Regions from separate parts of the Ovis aries genome. Here region 1 is linked to region 2. The links are chromatin contacts, called in public Hi-C maps. All regions are on one chromosome and are shown on one strand. Each heading gives the region's core, a stretch centred on a gene start, on an enhancer-like site or on the middle of the called end of the contact. The rest is flanking DNA. Distances are from core to core; before and after follow the strand shown. Region 1 overlaps CDH2 (cadherin 2). Region 2 holds the start of CDH2 (cadherin 2).

What was found. A called contact is a pair of places that touch in the nucleus more often than the background predicts.
Region 1: a contact with region 2 is called in a Hi-C map of liver, with 3 times the contacts expected there. The contact joins the enhancer-like site here to the promoter of CDH2 in region 2. A contact is called at or near these places in 2 of 16 Hi-C or Micro-C datasets (liver and mixed tissues).

What each region holds. Positions count from the first base shown.
Region 1 is chr23:29,102,230-29,107,383 of ARS-UI_Ramb_v3.0, reverse strand. All of the region lies in intron 2 of CDH2 (cadherin 2), which reads right to left. Among named protein-coding and RNA genes, the nearest start is that of CDH2, 92 kb to the right of the region's middle. Within about 2 kb of position 1,638, at least 1 of the 54 cell types and tissues checked has an H3K27ac peak or open chromatin away from gene starts, as enhancers often do. A contact at or near this core is called in liver, where this site is marked.
Region 2 is chr23:29,010,485-29,015,429 of ARS-UI_Ramb_v3.0, reverse strand. CDH2 (cadherin 2) reads right to left here and starts at 2,943. Exons shown (of 16, transcript XM_027960884.3): 1 at 2,795-2,943. The coding sequence starts at 2,854.

The DNA.
Region 1 (5,154 bases), core at 389-2,888, 93 kb before region 2:
AAAATTATGATTAGTACTCTTATCAGGTCTTATTCCTAGAAATACAGTCAGCAACAAATATTGTGCTGGCCAGTAACACCTAACGTTGTATGGCAGGTGCCAGGAATACAGCAGGAAGCAGGACAGAGCTCACGCCTGTGGCCTTGGAGCGGCCCACACTTTAGATCCGAGTTTGGCAGACAGAGAATCTTCAAACCCATGGCAAATTGTGCTTTCATAAACTTTTTGATTACACCCTTTTATTAAATCTTCAAGTCTTCAGTGATGAGAAGCTAAAGTGTGGACAGCAACTTTCAAAAAATTATTGAATGCCATAGACACAAGCATCTTGGAGATCAACGAGGCTGTTCCTTTCCTTTTTGAATATAAGTTCTAATGTTTCACTTATAACCTAAGTACACAAAAAAACCTGACTCCCTCCTGCATATTAGTAACACTCTTTTTTGCATGTGTGGACTAAGTAATGATAATGAAAGAACATACAGAATTCAGTATGTTTTAAAATGCCTGCATATAACAATTATCTCAATCGTATCTGAATTAACCGGAAGAACAGTGGCAAATGTGTGGTGCTATTAATAATATGGATTCATATATTGGGCAATAGTTCTGAGGCCCCTAAAAGAAAAGAACCAAAATCTCATCCAGCTTCTCAGTGCCACCCTAGAAGGACAACTTGAGGGGCAGAAATGATGGAACCAGTTTGCCAAGGTGAACTGTCCCTCTAGCAGGACGACACTGAGGTCTACTAGCTTTCACCCAGGTAAGACCTATAAACTCTGTTTAGGTGCCCCCCACAACCTTCTTTCCCAAGAGAACATTTCTCCTTTCCCTACAAAATTCAAAACTCAACTCTGTGTATGTATTTGACTTCATTCCCGTACACACTTAGAAATGCTCTAGAAGCTTTTCTCCTTCCAATCTTACGGTAGATAAGAACTTAACGAAAGCTAAAATACAACTTCAGGGCAAAAGACAAATTTTCTCTTATTGTACTGCAGAATGTTGCATCTATCATGGACTAAAAATATCCTGAAATGAGTATAATATTTCTAATGCAACTTTCTGGTTTAGGGAAGGAAAAAAAAAAAGTCCTTTTATTCCTTTTCACTCTGCCTACAAGTAGAACATTGAGATAATAGAGATTAAGCCTTAAATTTCTACATCCAATAGTAGTAGAATCACAAGAGGACTGAAAAACCATTTGTCTTTACAAGGTAATATCCAATATGTTAGTCCTTTGGGCAGTTTACATTGATTTTGCATTCAATTGCATAGGTCAACTTTCCCATTTTTTTCCAGGACAAAGTTGCAAAAGTGCTAGAATCTAGATATATTCTGATATGAAGACTCAAGAAGAAGGTAAACTTAAGAGTACCATTTTCTATAATACCTAGATAATTACAAAGGGGTTTATTATTATTTTTTTTCCTGTCAATGCTAGAAATTGACACTAGGGATCATAAACCAGATGGAGAGCAGAGGTGTTAAGATTGTAAGTCTTCCCTCTCCCTCACCAGCGGCCCCCTCTCTATTCTTAAATTACTTTGAGAAAAAGGAAAATGAAAAATGCGCCCTGAAACTTAACTGCCTTTCACCTAGTTTATAACTAAGTGGGTTTAATTCCCTCTAGTTCAGTCAACCAGAGACTTTGTCCTTCAGTCTGTCTGGCAAATATTTCACAATCCTTCCAATGTGTTTTCGTAAAGTATTGAAGGGAAAAAAACTCATTAATCTAAACCATCACAAAAGATAAAATAACATTTTGATGGGAATGAAGCAATTAATCCTAGTGATTAACTCCAATTATTTTTCAAAGTATAGGTTTCCTCAAGCTTCACAGAAAAAAAGATACTTTAAAGAAAACCTACTGATCCGCTCTTTGAAGGAGCTGCCATTGGAAAATAAATTAACAAAATACCAATATGTATCTTCAGGTGGTCTTCTCTCTGGGTACGACTGGGTCTGGATCTCCTCTCATAAGAACTCAGACCTCATCAGATTAGGGCTCACCCTGATGAACCAGGCTTCCCTGGTGGCTCAAATGGTAAAGAGTCTGCCTGCAATGCAGGAGACCGAGGTTTGATCCCTGGGTTGGGAAGACCTGGAGAAACGAATAGCAACCCACTCCAGTATTCTTGTCTGGAGAATCCCATGGACAGAGGCGCCTGGTGGGCTACAGTTTATGGGGCTGCAGGAGTCAGACACGACTAAGGGACTAACACTTCCACTGGTGACCTCACTTTGACTCAGTGGCCTCATTTTGCCTTAATTACCTCTGGAAAGATCATACTTTCAAATACAGTCATTTTTTGATGTACTGTTGGGTTCAATATATGTATTTGGAGGGACAAATTCAGCCCACAACATCCCCACTAGCCAAAAATTAACCCTTCCTTTCTGAGTGTCTCTACACTGTCTAATTTTCTCAGCCCAGTGTTGTTTATCTCCAAGACCAAAGAAAGAAGATTGTGGGAAAGTCAGAGAAATTACTGACCCTGACGCCAAACCAATAACCGTCAGAGCTAGTCGCGGTCTAACCTTAGCCTTTTCATAATTGAAGGAATGATTATTTTTGTGTATCAATTTGGAATGACTATGATCAAATAAACATAAATATGTCAGAGGAACAGTTGGACAAAGAAATTTTACTTGTTAGCACTCAGAAGCCCAGGGTAAGGCATTCAATCCAATGATCAAAACAGCTGTATCTCAAGAAATAGGGATAAAATGCTGATCAGAAGAGAAAAAAAAAACACAAAAATCCCAAAGCATGAAAACTGTAAAGCCTCACAAAAACTGAACAGTTGTAAAATCCTAATATACAAATATTAGTTTTGTCAGAGACCATATTTTTAGGGAAAACCACAGGAAGATAAAAATCATAACCCAGGGGTGGGTGGCACCAAAATCACACCGCTAGTATTTATTTCTAATTTTATTTACATTCCAGAGAATGCATGAAATTACAGGAGAAAGAATCACAGAAATCTCCACATCTTTCCCCTCATTTTAACAGTAAAGGATGAGGTCCATTAAAAAGACCACCTGGAACTTCCCTGGTGGTCCAGTGGTTAAGAATCCGCCTTGCAGTGCAGGGGACACGAGTTCGATCCCCAGTTGGAGAACTAAGATCTTACATGCCACAGAGCAACTAAGCCTGCATGCCACAACTGGAGGGTCCATGCACCACAACAAAAGATCCCACATGCTGCAACTAAGACCTCATGCAGCCAAATAAACAAATAAGCACAAAAAACAAAGATTTGTTCTTGACAACCAGGCAGATGCATTCAATATTCAAGCTGAGGCCACCACCCTACATCTAAGCTGAATGTTCTTTCCAAAGACCACCAATGAATCTTAGTGCTTTTCATGTTGTGGAACAGGTCACAAATGTAGGTGGCACTGAGCCATCACCTCTGTCATTCTGAAGGGGCTGTTCAGAAAGACAGTGACAAAAGTCACTTCAGTCGTGTCCGACTCTGTGCGACTCTGTGCGACCCCATAGCCCCACCTTTTCGTAAGTCACCACATTCACCTTTGAAAATACGGTTGATGATGTTACAAATCCCCTTCTCCCCCCCAAAAAAATACACGAACATATAAAATTTGGCATTTTGGAAAAATCAAATACTCCCCTACAAAATACTCAAGAAGTAAAACCTATGACAGATCAGAAACAAAGCCCAAGTTAGAAGGTTTTAAGTGAAGTTTTTTGCCCCTGAGTCCTATCTTAACGGAAAGAGTTTCTATGTAATAATGTAATAAGCTAAGAGTTCTAAGTTTTTGGAATTCAGTGAATAGATGATACAGAGTTTCAAAGGTTTCTTTCTGCCCTCTGCTCCATTCTAATCCCATATGGAGGCTACTGTTGGCTGTGTCTGGTGTGACTAAGAAAAAAAATATGTCTTTATCTTTTAAAGTCTAAGCAAAGTGAAAGACAAAACATTCAATTGTTCTCAAAAACAATAAAACACTTGACAAAGTTCAGACAAAACATTGGGAAAAGCACTGACACTGCCAGCCAGTTGCATGATTAATACAATTTCCTTGACATATTTTATTTCATTCCTTTATGTATATTGAAAAACTAAAACTCAAAACTCAGTAGCAATTTGTAAAGGTATTTGTCACAAAGAGAACTATAAACCCCCAGAGTAAACTTCAATCCCACTTTTTAAAAAAAGCAAAAAGCATACAGATACAAGAAATACAGGTTCTTAGATCCAGGAAACATTTCTGGAGGAACATATAGAATGATGAGAGATGGGCAGCACATGAGCACAGACTGTCCTTAGGGCCAACTAGACACACTGTCACAGCTCACGAAAAAGCGAACCTAAGTTATTCTTGAATCTGATTAAAAACTCTTAGACTCAAACATGCAAAGAGATGCCTGCTGCTGCTAAGTCGCTTTACTCGTGTCCGACTCTGTGCCACCCCATAGACAGCAGCCCACCAGGCTTCCCCACCCCTGGGATTCTCCAGGCAAGAACACTGGAGTGGGTTGCCATTTCCTTCTCCAATGCATCAAAGTGAAAAGTGAAAGTGAAGTCGCTCAGTCCACTCTTAGCGACCCTATGGACTGCAGCCTACCAGGCTCCTCCATCCATGGGATTCTCCAGGCAAGAGTACTGGAGTGGGTTGCCATTGCTTTCTCCGAAAGAGATGCCTAAAGTTCATTTTATTTCTTAAGAAATACATTCTATATTTTTGAAATATTTTCCTTTCAGGGGGAAAAAAAAAAAAACAACCCTCTAGCCTGGGGATGGTCACAATCGTTTTGGAGTTTGGCTTCCCCAATTATAAAAAGGAGTTTTAAATAGATGCTTTCTAAGATCTCTGCCAGCTCTAAGGGCTACATTTCTAACACTTCGAAGTTTTAATGGATGAGGTTGGGGATTTATAGCTGGCCAGGCCAATTTAACTAAAAGTTGATCAAGTTGGGGAAAATGAGCTTTGATGAATTTGTAAACCATTATTATATAATCTTTCCAATAATTCCTGATCACTGCTGCTCTACAAAAGTGTCTCAGCTCATATTTTTTGGTACTTAAAGACCCTTTTAAGCTCTAAAACTAGACTTGTCAATTACTTAGAGACCCAGGTTTTCCCTTCGTAAATGGTCTGGCCAGACTTCAGGCACCACAG
Region 2 (4,945 bases), core at 1,694-4,193:
AGGCAGCTCAGTATCTAAACTGATAACTTGCTCATTCTTTTTTATAAAACTCTTTGACTCCTTAGTCTGGCTTGAAGCTTAAAAAAAAAAAAGAGTTTTAAAAAGCAGAGGACAGAAGAGTGGAGAGGGGCCATTTTCACATTGCAGATAAATCTATGTTATTCCAGTATGTAAAGCAGACCATTAGCACAGAGTCATTTCCAATCTCGGTGTGTACAATCCACATAGCACACTTAACCCTAAAACTCATGTTGCATGAACTGCTCTGCTCCCACCTCTAATGACCTTGTAAATCACTCAGTGTTATTGCTTGACTCATACCCATGAATTACCCAAATAACTTGATGACAAAGTTTTAATCTCCCCTTTCCTCGAGGTTTTTGAAAGTCAACCTCGGGTTGGCCTGGAATAAACTGAGAAAGAACATACAACAGAAAAGGGACGTGCTCGATTTGACGTTTATAAATTATATATATATTTAATGCTTAAAAAAAATAATAAAATGGCCTACAAAATCCACACCTGGTTTCAAAGCAGATGACTCAAAGAAGAAATGAGATTGTTCCGTGGTACACAGATTAGTCCCATGAACCATTAGTCCCTTGGTTATTAGTGACCAAGAAACGTCTCCTCCTATCCTAACTTCACTGCACAATATTCAATTAAAACTTACTTTCAGATCAAAAAGTTAGTGAGCATACCATCCAGAGCTGGACTGACCCTCTTAGGATTTACTATAAATTGCCTATAAATAAGTAAGACCATGGTATTATGTTCAAAACATGTTTTTTAAAACAAGATTTTTCTAATCTACGACGTATTTGTTTTTTAAATCTGATGTCTGGGAAGATTCTTAAGTTTATCTTGTTTTCCCCTTAACTTCAAACACTTGAAGTAGCACTTTTTTCCTTCCTCCCCTTCAGCCTAACCTCTTCAATAAACCCCATTTTAAAAGAAGAAACAATAAATGAACTGACAGGAGGTGAAAGAACGAGGAGTGTGCGCTCCAGGAATAAAGGGCGGTTTTATAACAGGAGGTACTTTTGTTAGCAAGTGACTGGCAGGTCTCCTCCCCCAAGTTAGAAGAAATTCCATCCACTCCCCAAAAGTGCAGAGGCCAAAAATGTCCAGTGCAATAGTTCTGAAACCCCAGCGTCTGCAGAGAGCCGAGGGGGGCGGACTGGCGAATGGGGGAAGGGGAGAGAAAGAGACCAGCAGGAGAGGAAAGAACAAAAGGAGAAACCCAAGAAAGGAGAAAGGAACGGCGGGACCTGGGCGGCCCGCGAGCCAGTGGGAGGGAGAGAGCCTGAGAGTAGGCGAGCACGACCCGGGGGAGGCGAGCGCGGAACGGGCGCACCATGGACAGGGCTCGTCGCGGCCCACACCCCTCTAGGGGGCGGCGAGAGGGAGCGCGCGAGACCGCGGGCGCCAGTCCGTTCCAGCCCCCGGCGCCCGCGGCCGGAGCGCGTCAGGCCCTGACCCGTGATGACCACGGAGGGGGGCGATCCGCACCATCTGTCCCTGCCCCGGTTGCCCCGGGCGCAGTGGCACTCCCGAGCCGCGCCCGCACTTTTTGGAGCACTCGCCGGCCGGCCACCCCCAGCCGTCGGCGGTGCGCTGGGACCCCCCCCCCCCCACGGGGCGGATTCCCCCCGAGACCCCTTCAGGCCGTGAGGGCGGATACGCCCCTCTCCCGCAGCCACCTCGGGCCCCTACCGCCCGCGGCGGCACAAGCGGGACCCCCGGCCGGACCCCGCCCAGTGCGGGGGGTCTCTGCCGCGGCGCGCGGCTTCCCTTCGCCAGACCCCGCTGGCGGGCCAAAAGGGGCCTCGGGGCATCCTCTGGCCCGACGCCGCGGGAAAGTTGGACGCTCGGCCGGGCAGGGGACTCGCGCGGAGTGGGGAGGGAGGCTAAGACCCGCCTGGAGCAGGTGCTTCCCGCCGCCGAGGAGCCTCCCGGTACCGATTCTAGGGAAAGGCTGTCTGGCGCTCTCCCGAAGGCGTGAAAAGTGCGGAGGCTCCGGGTCAAGGCGCCCCCAGCACGCACGCAGGGCAGACGCAGCCGGACAGAGGGAGAGGAAAAATAGCCAAGTAACGGAACTTCTCCCCGCCCGGCGGGATAAGGGGCGTGCAGGGCCAGGGGCTGGGTGCGGAGGCGCGGACCCGCGTAGACTCGTTTGGGCAAGGGAGCGAGGTTTTCTTTTCAGGTAGAACCGACACAGAAAATTGCGAGGGCAGGGAAACAGAAATAGCCAGCAATTCGACGCTGGGGTAAAGACAATAGGACTCTGGAGCCCTCGGGCACCGGGAGCCGCGCGGGTGCCAGGGTGAGGTGGGGTGGAGGCAAGTCCTGTAACTAAGATACCAGAGTGAGAATTTCGACTGCAAACTCGAGACCCATCCCTGTAGAAATAAACAAAAAAAAATTGGAGCAAAGTGCTACGCGAGGGGTGAGAAGCGTAGAAAACTGCAAAACCGGACTGCTAGCCTAGCTCACCCTTCTGCTGTCTAGAGACACCCTCCGGGAACTGGCTGGACCCCCACAGGGACAGTGGGGAGACCGTGATCAGCCCATTTGGGCAACCGCCAAGAGAGGCGCGGGAGACCGGCTGGCCCCGGGCGCCCTGCTCCGGCGCCCGGCCCGAGCCTCGTGTCTGCGCAGCTCCCGGCCGCGCGGTGCGGCACCTCCCTTCCCGGGTGCGCAGCCCGGCCCCGCAGCGGCGCGGGGAACAAAGGGACCCGGCGCCGCCCGCCCCACCCCGCCCGCGGCCCGGCCCGCGGGTACCGCCGCGTACCTGAAGCAGGGCCGCCAGCAGCGGCAGCAGGGTCCGCGGCGCTCCCACTATCCGGCACATGGAGGCGGAGAGGGGCCGAGCGAGGAGCCGGAGGCGGCGGCAGCGGCAGCACCAACAGCGGCGCGGAGAGACGGCTCCAGGCAGTTTCCACCCCCTTCCCTTCCCTCCCCACCCCACCCCCTTCTCCGCTGCTCCTCGCTCCCCGCCAATGGAGAGCGAGCTGATGACAAATAGCGGGCCGCGGAGTCCGCGGGACTCGCACCACGAGTAATAAAACAGACCGAGATCAAGGAGCTGGGGAGGGGGCGGGGGAGAAGGCGGGCGTGCGCGTGAGGGTGTTAGTGTGTGCGTGTGTGGCCGCGGTGGCAGCGCAGACTGCTCTGCTTCGGCCCCAAGCGCAGCGAAGCCAGGAGGGATGCAGGCGGCGGGGACCTTGGCCGGTGGAAGATGCGGAGGTGCAAGCGGAGCGGCGGGAGCTCCCCAGAAGCTCCGCAACGCGAGGTTTCGGGCTCGGGGTTTTGCTTCCTCCGGATCCCCTCTCTAGGGCCGCCGGGCACGGCGAAGACGCCGGCGAGAGCGCCGCGGGGAGGGCGCTCGGGGCCGTGCGCGCTGTGCCCACAAAGGGCAGCAGTCCCGCCGACCGGCGCCTCCGCTGCGTGGGGGCTGAAGACCAATTCTTGGCGCCCCTTGCCGGTCCCCCCGGAGAGTTGGAGACTGTTCTCCGGCCTCGGCCGCGCGGAGATGAGGCCAGGGGTCGGCGCGGCCGCTGCCGCCGCGGCTCCGTCCCGCGCAGTTGCCGCCGCGGCCGCCCCCGCTGCCCGCGCGCCGGTTCTCGGCCCGCGCCGCTCACTCGCGCGCGCCGCCCCACCCCCGCGTCGCTGCCGCCGCCCGCGCGCCCCGCTCGGCCTCCGCGAGCGCGATCAGGGCGAGCCGCCGCCGCCGCCGCCGCCGCTGTCCCCGCGCTCGCCCGCCCCGCGCGCTGCCCGCTCCCAGCTCGGATTGCCTCCTGCCGCCGCCCTCGCCCCCGCCTCCCTCCTCCGCCGAGCCTACCCGCCCGCGTCGTGGCCAATCGGAGGCCACCAAGCTGCAGCGGTAGCCGGCCGGATCCGCGGCAGCCGCCCGCCCCCGCCCAGCCGAAGCGCCCCATTTTTGCTGCAGCCCGCGGGGGGTCGCCGGAGGGAAGCCTGGGGTGCGCTGAGCACAGCCCCGGCAGGTGGAGGGGCTGCGGAAAAGAAAAAGAACTTGCGCAGGAACTTGATTGGGTGGCAGGTTCATTTTTGGACCGCGATGGGGATCGGATAGAGATGAGGCTTTGGGGGCTGGGGAGGGGGGGTGACTTCTCCGAAGCCTAACGCACGCTTCTCTTTACGTTCTGTCATTCTTTCGAGATAGACTTTTTTTTTTTTTTTTTTTTTTTAGTCTGGGCAGGGGCAGACACAGCAAACTGGCGACGCAGGCAGGGCACATCCTGGCCATTGTCTGCGGCGCTCGCCACAAGCCACCTGCCGGCCGGGAGGGCGGAGGCCGGCACCTCTCCCTTCTTTGCGGATGTACTGAAACTGCGAAGTTTCGGTGTGCTTGTCTTCTTGTTTTTCCCTTTGGGGGTTTGAGAGTGCGTGTTATTTTCTTTGAAATCTCCCGTTTTCTGTTTCTATTCGTTCGTGACACTGTTCACAATTTTTAGTGAGTGGTCTAAGGGACTTTGACTCTCTCCCTAAACCACTGCTAACAACAACAAAAAGTATTGAACGAAAGAAAAAGAAAGCGGGTTGAAGGAGCTAAAAGCCAGAACTTGCTCTGAAGAATAGGATTATCTAAGAGATAAAATGACTGATTCTGAGTTCGCACCAAGTAAAGGATTTTTGCTTCGTCCTTGTGAGGCATAAACTTGGAGTGGCTCACACACACACAAAAAAGTGAGAGACTTCACAAGTTTGGGTCACAGGCATTTGTGGAATGGAGGGAGGGGTGAGGAGCAATTGATTTTGGTGAGGTATTAAGTTTTTGTCAGCAATTTTTTTTTTAAGTTTTTTTTCCGGTAAAGAAAAATACCTTTTTTTTTTTTTCCCCTAAGCTTTTCAGCTCTTAGGCAATCATCAAACTTCGTTGCAATTAATGTGCATTCCTCTTCTGCTTTGGATAACTGAAGAA